Linked DNA regions of Sus scrofa: region 1 is linked to region 2. Evidence: chromatin contacts called from public HiChIP or PLAC-seq data. All regions are on one chromosome and are shown on one strand. The core of a region is the stretch at or near the end of the contact, and the rest is flanking DNA. Distances in the headings are between cores, read along the strand shown. Region 1 overlaps HIVEP2 (transcription factor HIVEP2). Region 2 overlaps HIVEP2 (transcription factor HIVEP2).

The links. HiChIP or PLAC-seq counts read pairs in DNA pulled down with a chosen protein or histone mark.
Region 1: an H3K27ac HiChIP or PLAC-seq map of skeletal muscle shows a contact between it and region 2. The contact joins two enhancer-like sites.

What each region holds. Positions count from the first base shown.
Region 1 is chr1:22,427,389-22,432,389 of Sscrofa11.1, forward strand. It overlaps HIVEP2 (transcription factor HIVEP2), which reads left to right. Exons shown (of 10, transcript XM_021072421.1): 9 at 754-1,649. Among named protein-coding and RNA genes, the nearest start is that of HIVEP2, 190 kb to the left of the region's middle. Within about 2 kb of position 1,868, at least 3 of the 83 cell types and tissues checked have an H3K27ac peak or open chromatin away from gene starts, as enhancers often do. A contact at or near this core is called in skeletal muscle, where this site is marked.
Region 2 is chr1:22,290,108-22,295,643 of Sscrofa11.1, forward strand. All of the region lies in intron 1 of HIVEP2 (transcription factor HIVEP2), which reads left to right. Among named protein-coding and RNA genes, the nearest start is that of HIVEP2, 52 kb to the left of the region's middle. Within about 2 kb of position 3,449, at least 5 of the 83 cell types and tissues checked have an H3K27ac peak or open chromatin away from gene starts, as enhancers often do. A contact at or near this core is called in skeletal muscle, where this site is marked.

The DNA.
Region 1 (5,001 bases), core at 618-3,117, 140 kb after region 2:
CTATGCATACTGGAGCTTTGTGGCCAAGGTAGTAAAATAAATTTAGATGTTTCGAAAAAACTGATCGCATTTCATGCTATTAAATACTAAACATAGGGGGAAAAAAAAGTCTGACACATTAAATCACTTGAAACCTACTGAGAAGAAGTGCATCTCAGTTCTGACTGAGGGGGTGGAAAGGCCTTACTATGAAAATATTTCTGTCTAGAACCACAAAGGAGATCTGACTGCACTCAAGTTGTGATGGTGGTTGCAGTTTTATGAAACTTTTTGGGAAGTTCAAAAAGCATTTTAATGTCTGATTTTTCCTATTGAGAGGAACTCTAGTAGGAAAAATGAACCAATCAGTCACCTCGGTTGAAAGCCTGAGGCTCCACTGGACCTCCTGAGGTCTTTACCTGTGGAGGCAGGTTCTTGCTTTTCTTTTTCCTCTAACATCATCATTAACTTGTTACATATGTGCTTACTTTGGGTTTTCTATGAGTAGTGTGATGCCTGAGCTCTAAGGTCCTGCTCCGGAGTCCACATTGGAGGGTAGGGTAGGGATGAAACCAGAGAGCTCCGTAAAAAGCTAAGAGCCAATCCCTGTCACAAAGGGATGTGCCCCTGTGTGTTAAATAGGAGCTCAGAGGTGGGACTGTCTCTCGGGGCTGGAGGTTCAAGGGATGCTTTAGGAAAGAGAGGGAGGCCCCCTTAGCTCTTAACCTTCATGTTTGGGTCTTGATCTTCACTCTCTTTGTTCAATCGCTTCAGAAACGATGGAAGATTTGCACAAAGCCGCCGGGAAGCATAGCATGTCCAGCATTTCAACGGATCACCAGTTCTCAGATGCCGAAGAATCGGATGGTGAGGATGGAGATGATAATGAGGACGACGATGAAGACGATGATGACTTTGACGACCAAGGAGATTTGACACCCAAAACAAGGTCAAGAAGCACCAGTCCCCAGCCCCCTAGATTCTCCTCCCTGCCTGTGAATGTTGGCGCCGTGCCCCATGGGGTTCCTTCCGACAGCTCCCTGGGGCATTCTTCGCTGATCAGCTATTTGGTTACTTTGCCAAGTATTCAGGTTACTCAGCTGATGACACCAAGTGACTCATGTGAAGATACTCAGATGACAGAATACCAGAGGTTATTCCAGAGCAAAAGTACAGACTCGGAACCAGACAAAGACAGGCTAGACATCCCTAGTTGTATGGATGAAGAGTGCGTGCTGTCCTCAGAGCCCAGCTCCTCCCCGAGGGACTTCTCACCCTCCAGCCGCCATTCCTCCCCAGGATATGATTCTTCACCCTGTCGAGATAATTCACCAAAGAGGTATCTGATACCCAAAGGAGATTTATCTCCCAGAAGACATTTATCACCCAGGAGAGAGCTGTCCCCCATGAGACATCTTTCACCGAGAAAGGAAGCTGCCTTGAGAAGAGAGATGTCACAAAGAGATGTTTCACCAAGAAGGCATCTGTCCCCAAGGAGGCCAGTGTCACCTGGGAAAGAGATCATGGCCAGAAGAGACCTCTCTCCCAGAAGAGAGAGAAGATACATGACCACCATACGAGCACCGTCTCCCAGAAGGGCTTTATACCACAACCCTCCGTTGTCCATGGGGCAGTATTTGCAAGCAGAGCCAATTGTATTGGGGCCTCCTGTAAGTATAATTAGCTTTCTCTTTCTAATACGTAAGTCCAAGCACATGGGACCCTCTTGGTAGTGTGAAATTTATTATGACATGGGTATCTTTCATGAGGAGGAGTGAATTCAACTCAATTTCTAAAAATAGCAGGAAGACCTTTTCATCACATGCTATTGTCAGTGACCTGGCTGTGGCATTACCCCAAGGGTAGCATTGCATCAGAGCAGACCATTTCCAGCTATAACAGGTGAGCCCTTTCTAAATGCTTTCTAAGCTTAACTCATTATAGACAGGAGTTGAAACCTCTGCGTGAGTAGAGAAGGTGAAGTCTTTGGAATGACATGACTACCGAGACAGACACTCTCAGGGACATTTCAGTGTCATTTATATAACCCTTTGCCAGGTAGGGCTTCTGGCCCAGGCATTAGCATTGACTTCTAATAAAAAAAAAAATATTTTCCAATAAACTCACTTCTTTGCCCACAGTGAGTGGACACGTGAAATCAGTGAGGGCCTGGCATGGGGGAGAATGACCCCTTTGGTGTGTTTATAAATGACAGGCACAAACATGGTACTTTTCTTGCCGGCACCACCACCTCCTGCTGTCAAGTGCCCTTGTTCAGTGAGATCATGAGCCCGCAGAAAGTGGGCAGGTGGGAGACCTGAGGGAGAGAGCATCAGAGGAGATTTCTATGGCGTGCCCTCATGATACACTAAAATAACAACAGCAGCCATCATGGATGAAGTTTAGGCAGCAGGCTTACTGCAGTCCATAGAAAAATACCTGCCCTGCCTCGTTCCACCAGCGTGGTAGATCTTGATGTCTCTTTCATTCTTGGATTTTTAAAAATGAATGAATGAAGCAGGTCCTTAGCATAGCCAGAAGAGTGATACCTTTGGAGTTGGGTGCTTTCCATGTGTTTTTTGTTCCCCGGGCTCTCTTCTTTGCCATTGTCTCTTTGCTCTGGGTTTCCGCCCTGTGGGTCACCACTGACCTTCACAGACAAAGAAAGCACTGCCAGCTCCCAGCACTGCCATCTTATCACTGCCCTAGTGGTCAGCCTCCTCCCTCTCATCACCTTTTCCCCGCCCTGAATTAGATACTTAGGTGGTCATTTCTGAAGGCAGCTCTCTGCTGCGTTCCATTCCCCTGCCCCCAACACCCTCTGTTTACAAACCTGTCACCAGCTTCGTCTTCATGGTGCAATTACTGCAGAAACATGCATAGCCATCAGGACATAATTTATTTGCCAGCCTAATAAGTTAGCCAGCTAAAGAAAAAGAGATACCTTCCACAGGCTATTGTGTCTTGGTGGTGCTAAGTAGAAAAGAGAGCTCTTCTGAAGTTCATGCTATTGCAGCATTGATGGAGTGAGCAATCCCTTGATACTAGGATACTGTATTTGGGGTGTAAAATGCTTTCTCTGGTGTAGAGCCAAGGATGCTGGTGGAGTGTGTGAGAAAAGGTTCTCCTGTTCTGGCCGTTGGCCAAGTTGGTCAATACTGTGGTATTTGGGAGATGCTGGAGCGGATCCAGCCAGCTTCAGCCACCAAAAATAACCCTTTGGCACTACCACACTATTGTTATGAGAAAATAATAGCAACTCACAGTCAACTTGGGCAAAGGAAGCAAAGGAGTGGACTAAGAAAGTGCATCTACTTTTTGAATCTATGACCAAGAGAGTTGTTGTTGGAAGGAGATTGGTTTTATTAGTCATTGAGTTTGCACTAGTTTTTCTTTTTTTTTTTTTTAATACCAATTCACTTGGATATTTAATAGAATTGTTAAAGCTTACCATTTATGAAGCCCAAGTATTGAGCCCTTGGTGTATTACCCAGTTTAATTCCCTTTAGAGAACTTTTAGCCTGTGGCGTTGTTCACATGATGTGAGGGACTAGATCTTGGAATCCTCCCTAAAGCAGGGGCGCTTGGTCTCAGAGGCTTCCCATTCGATGCCTTAACACACTGTCTTGGAGGGGTGGCAGAGGATTTTCATCTTTCTATGATGTATAGGCAGGGTTCTCATTGCCAGAAGTATTTCTCTTGATGGCTCTAGCAGATGAGTGCTTCCCCCTCTCTAAGTAATGTGTGAACATATCCCATTAGAATAACGCCAACAATAATTATTTTTGATGGAAATTCTACCAGCAAAACCTTGTTATTTAACATCGACCAAGGGCTCACAGGACAGTGACCGTGACACGAAAGAACCTCGGAGCCCAGTGTGGCACACTCGTTATGTGCTTCAGTCTGGAGTGGTGGGTCTAGGAAGCAGATTTGGAAGAAGTGACATGCAGTCACTGAACTTCTAGGACCCTGCTGTTTCTGCCCTTATGCCCTCTGGTTAGTTTTAATTTTAAGATAGATGACAGATAGATAGATAATAGATAGATAGATAGATAGATAGATAGATAGATAGATAGATAGATAGATAGAGAGGGAGAGAGGGAGAGAGGGAGAAAGGAAGGGAAAGATGTTTTTTATTCACTGAACATTTTTTGAGGGTTTGTCATATGTGGCTCAAGGATGATGATGAAAAAAAATTATGGTTTCTGGCCTCATCTTTTTTAAACCAAAGAATTTCCATTTCCATTTAAAAAGTCTTGGTAGATAAACATCAAGGAGACAAAGAAAGTCTGTCCCGGTCCTCTGTGTGTAGTGTCCATGAACCATCCAGCAAGTGTCATTATCAGGTTCCAGCCCTTGGTCTCTGTGTGATCTTGGGCAAGTCACTTAACCTCTTGGCCACAGTTTCTTAATCAGTTTGTGGCAGCCAGGGAGGTGGGCCAAGCAGATTTCTGTCCTTGAAAGAACTTGCCATTCAGCTGTAAGGAATGCAGTGAGCTGACAGGCTCCTGCTGTCAGCACCTTCAGGAGAGGCCTCCGTTTTCAAACCAAGGCCCCCGTTCCCCCTGCAGGGCCCGGCTGCTGGCTGAGCCTGGATCGGTCCCAGCTGACCACCTGCCTCATCTCCCTGCTGCCTTCACGTAACTAGCGCCCTGCTCCCTCATCACCACCCCCCACCCCCAGGGAACCTCTTGCACCTCTACCCTCTTCTTAGCATTTGCTTCCAGAGGACCTACTGACCACTGTTGAAAAGATGAGTCGGGTGAGGTAAATATCTGGTGCATGGGGTATAGACGCATACACACTTAACACAACCCACACACGAGTTCATTCATATTTCCATATCAAGGTTTTTTAGATAAGAGGGAAGTTTGCTCACCATATTACAATAAGGCCCAAATTATGAAACCAAGTGTGATGGCAAATGGAGTAAAAATTAGTGTAGAACAGTTGTATTGAGAGTTTATTTGGAGGGTGCAAAAGAGGAGAGAGGATGTGTGGAGAGTCCTGGCAGCCTTT
Region 2 (5,536 bases), core at 2,199-4,698:
CCCATTGCAGTATTTTGTTCGCTTTTCTATTGGGCTTTCTGCCTTTTTGAAGCATCAGTATTAAACAATGAGAATTATTTCTTAGGGGCCTACCAAGAACTATTCTAGCATTGGAATCAGACAGGAAAACAATATAGTCATATTTTTGCCCTCATAATCTTGACCACTCTTTCCAAAAGCTTGGCTGTGCATAGGCATGAGCTGATAGACAGACGGAGGTGGGACCCAGAAAGCTTTTTATATAGATGTGGACCTCTTTATGTGTGCTGCCAAGATAAGAGTCATCAGAGAGGGAAAGATGGATGATGTAGAGGAATGGTGATCACTGATTCAGCGGGATCCTGGAGCCACCGGAGTGCTCCCAGCTCTGTTTTTTGGGGCAGAAAGAGGGACAGCTAGGGAGCTGTGTTACTGAGTCGATGCATAGAGACTATACATGGAGGAAATTTTTCCTTGAAAAACTCATTGTTTTGTTCTGTTTTATTTGTGGCTTTTGTGAAGGAGAAGGCAAGTCATTTTTCTGTAAAAATTGGATAATATTGAAGAAAATGGGAAACACTTGGAGCTGCCTCTAGAGGAAGCCTGGACTGACCTGTGCCTTCAGAGGTGGTAACACCCACCTGAACCTGCAGAGGGCTCAGCGGAAGTGGCTGTCTCCCTAGTTGATGTTCCTCAGCCACTCCTGATGGGTGATATAGGACCCGAAGGAGGTTTAGGGGATCCGTACACTCAAGGACAAGGTGACAAGAGATGCTGGCAAGGATAAAGGCGATGTGGTCCGCAGTGGGCTCTAGGAGGGATAGTGAAAGGAGATTGGAAGAGGAGGGGGAGGAGAGGAAGGAACTGGAGGGAGGAGATAGGATGGATAGGGGTGGGGAGAGGAAGAGGTCCTGAACTATTGGAAAGGAGGGGCTGAGGAACAGCCTGGAAATGTGACAAGTTAGGCGATATTATGACTTTGACTAGAGTAACCTGTCCTGTTGACCCAACAGACCTGACTTCCCTGTAAGGTGTTGTGGAAAAGGATCAACACTTACGTAAGCCAAGCACCTCTCAAAAGATGTCACGTGTTGAGGTTTAGCTTCTCTTCTGCATTATTAGTCAATAATCTTTTTCATTAAATGAAGACTTTTGAAGAAATTCCATTTGAGTGTTTTCCTCTCGTATCAGCCATTGGTCCTTAGTTGGTTCAATTTATGTTGGTTTTAGATAATGAGCGTAAATATAGGGACACAGGCGGTGAGGTTTTACACTTCAGTAGGATGCTGAAAGTGAAGATTTGTTGCATCAAACACCTCCACTGCAATGGGGGGGGTACATCCCTTTAAGCACTTAGGTTGGAAGTCTTCATTAGATCCATTTGGAGTCCTCATTTGATCCAACCCTCTTTTGTTTGCTCATTGCTCCACATTGAAATAAATAATAGTGCGTGCTAAAATCTTTTGTTTAAATTTAGTACATAAGATGCATATTGTCTGATGCTCTCAGCTGAGGTCTAGAGAGTGAAGTTTATGTTTTGCTAAAACTAGCATATGCATATTGCTCAATTGAAAAGGCTAGAATTGAGCTGTATCTAGGATTTAGCAGATTACAGATCTTATGATATATCCCAGCCTGTGCAGTTCACCAGGGCAGCTTGCTAAAAATGTAGATTTGGGGACCCCTCCCTGGAGATAATGAAGTAGGTTGTCTGTAGACTCAGCTTTGAGAAACCTATAGAAGAGCTTCTAGTTTTGTAAGATTGCTCCACCCTGTCATTGTGACAAAAGAAACGAAATAAACAACAAGAAAGGGAAAATAGAAAATAAAAAAGATAAGGATAAAATAAGTTTGATGAGGGCAAGGAGAGAGACAAGAATTTGAGTCCTGAAGAAATCCGTCTATAAATTTCTGTTTTATAAGGCACCTTTCAAGGGATGTTATATAAAACCGTGGCGATTTTAAGATTACGAGTGAAAAACAATGTGAAGTATGCAAGACTGCATGAGAAAACTATCAAAAGATATTGTCTGTGAAGAGTCAAACTGGTTATAAATTCAAACTTCTTCAAATATTAAAATTAAAGTGTAGCAATACATTTTATTTTTTAAAAAAATTTAAAAATTGTAATGTGTTGGACATGTTACTTGGGATAAATTTTGATCATAGAACAGGATTGTTACTATAAACAATTAAATTGGCTATTTTATTTTCCTCCAGAATATCAGCTCATGCCAGTGAGTTATCAAGGCACCCTTCGCTCTCCAAGATAATTAGCCCTGTGCCTAGGGTCGTCGTGAAGATTCCTAGAGGAAGGGAGATAGCACTTAGAATAATGTAGTTTTAATAAGATTACAGAGAGCTTTATTATTCTCTGTTGAATTACCTGTCGCTGAATAATATATGGCACTTGCTACAGAAATCAGACTCCTCCACCCCAAATCATAGCTGGAAGGTGAAACAGGACAAAGAGGTTATGAGGCTGACCTAAGGGAAGAGCTGACCAGCTGTGGAATAGGATGCTCCCCTCTGCTCTCTATTCCCTGACTGTTTCTCAATTGAGTGGAAGGCGTACAGGCTTTGAAGTCAGACCTTGAGTTCAACCCCCTGCTCCATCACTTCCTAGTTGTGACTCAGGCAAGTCACTAAACCTCTGTGAGCCTCGTGCCCCTGGTCTGCAGAGGGGAGTAGCATCAACTTGCCTGGCAGAGTTGTGGGCACTGGAGATCACGTGTGCTAAGGACCTGCCCAACAGCTAGCTGAACGTTATTTTTCTCATGATTATCCTTTGCCAGATTTCAAGGCAACTTGAATTACACACTTGCTGAATAGGAATACTAACGCAACTAATAATAGCAACCCTTTAACTGAAGGGTTCCATGTGCCAGGCATGCTTCCAAGTACACTACGCGTATGAGTATCTTATTTAATCTCCAAAACAGCCTGATGATGTAGGTATTACTGTTACTGCCGCCGAGGCTCCAGGAGTATAACCAACTTGCCCAGGGTCACCCAGTGAGTTTGTGGTGAAGCAGGTTTTCAAACCTGGGCACTTGTGACTCCGGATCCCACTTTCCTCGTTACTGGATTATTCCTGCTCCCCCCTGGCCACTTCAGGGATGTGGGACAGAGGATGAAAGGACTGGTTGTTTCACAAGAATTGTTTTTTGAATGGGGTGAGGATTTGCTTTCGGAATCATCACCATTCAGGTAGACATAGCGGAAGGGGCCAACACTCACCCATCACGAAACTCTGACGTGTGTTAGGAAGCCTTGCCGAGCCCCACTTTCCTTCTTTGTACAGTTGGTATACCTGTCAGGCTTGGAGGGAGCATTTAAATGGGGATGATGACTGGTGAGCACAGCCCTGGTAGCCACCCCCATCTCTAATCTCTCCTCCCCACTCCCTTCTTAAGTAGCAGCCTGGCGCTGAGGACAGAGCCTTGGGGCATGCCTGCTTTCATTTTCCATTTTAAACCAATGGGGTGCTGTGTTATTCAGCACTTCCATGTTTGAAACCAATCATATTATAACACAGGGTATTACAATCGATCCCCTTGAAAGGGGATGAAAATATTTGCTCACACACCTTACTGATCTAGTCCATACATCCAATAAACTGCCTTAGGTGACCACGTCACATTGGTCTTTTCATTGATTTGTGTTCTGTGTCTGGATAGGGGCACCCAGAGCACAGTCCCTTTAAGAACCACTAGCCCTCAGCAAAAATAACCTAGAGCAGCTCAGGTTACTGCCAGGCTCCGAAGACTCTTCAGGGGGTCAGGTTGCTTATTTCTCTGGCACCTACCTCAGCAAGGATGTAGGAGAACTTTCTTTATGTCAGCAGAGGGAGTCTGTGTGATTCTTTGCAATGGAGTCCCCACCTCTAGCTGGGTGCCCTTACCCACGACTTCTGAACTTGCCCCCTTCTTCACGATAGGAAGGTTTTGGGCTGGACCACTTAAATAGCATTAAATTAATTGTGACCCTGTTCCTGGACCTGGATGTAGGAACCTGTCTTTCCTATCAACCTTGAGTTTTGGACTATTTCTTTGAAAACAAAAACAAGAAGATAGCAAGAGCCATGAAAACAAACACACACCTGCCATCCCTGAAGTGAGAGCGTGGCAGTGCAGTGAGAGGAGGTCACAGGAGGACACGCCCTTTGCCCTGGACCCCCTGTGCCTGCACACCTCTGTCTCACCAGCCTTTCTTGTAGAGGAATGTTTTTACTGGCTGTACATAAGCCCAGGAACCAAAGGATAAACAGGGCCCAGTTCTTTATAAAGATAAACAAAAAACAAATGAAATTAACTCTTCAGTTGGGAGAGCATAGTGAGATCTCCTAAGAGGCAGTACAGCATGGGAGGGGGCAAAGAAGAGCTAGGGCTTAGACCATCTACTGAATTAGCTGAGCTGCAGACTGATAAGACTTTTACGGGTTAAATGGTATCTGTGAGTGACTCACCTTCTGTAATTGTCCTAGAAGGAAGGCAAAGCTCAGAGAGGTTGGATGACTTACCTAAAGTTACTCTGCTGGTTGTTATAGGTCTGGACCCACAGCCCAGGTGCACACATCATTGCTCTTCATCACACTGTAAAGACAGTGTAAAGAGTTACAATCTCTCCTAGTCCCTATTTCCTCATCTGGAAATGGGCATTCTACTACCTGGCGTAACTTCTTTGGAGAGTATTGCTAAGATCTGCTAAATGGGTGTGGACAGAAGCCCTTAAAAACTATTAAATTGCTTATTAATTAGTAGTAAATTATATATACATATGTGTATGATGAGATATGTGTGTGGTGTGATACCTAATATTTTGTTAGAACTTTTGGGAGCATGTTAACAAAAATCTGGATTCTTCTTTGAAAATGTAAAGCACCATGAAATTACCAGGCATATAGTGATAAAAACTCTAAACTTAGAGTTGTTAACCTGACAGTTTTACCTACTATCATTAACATTACTTTATTGTTCTGAAAAATGGGAATAATAAAAGATTATTGTCTTATCTTGAGTTGTCCTGAAGCTAACATTAAGAATATATGTGGAGTTCCCGTCGTGGCGCAGTGGTTAGCGAATCCGACTAGGAACCATGAGGTTGCAGGTTCGGTCCCTGCCCTTGCTCAGTGGGTTAAGGATCTGGCGTTGCCTGAGCTGTGGTGTAGGTTGCAGACGCGGCTCGGATCCCACGTTGCTGTGGCTCTGGTGTAGGCCGGTGGCTACAGCTCCGATTCGACCCCTAGCCTGGGAACCTCCATATGCTGCGGGAGCGGCTCAAAGAAATAGCAAAAAAAAAAAAAAAAAAAAAAAAAAAAAGAATATATGTGAAGGGAGTTCCCGTCGTGGCTCAGTGGCTAACTAATCCGATTAGGAACCATCGGGTTGCGGGTTCGATCCCTGGCCTTGCTCAGTGGGTTAAGGATCCGGTGTTGCCGTGAGCTGTGGTGTAGGTTGCAGGCACACCTCGGATCCTGCGTTGCTGTGGCGTAGCGTAGTCCTGTGGCTACAGCTCCGATTTGATCCCTAGCCTGGGAAATTCTATATGCCGTGGG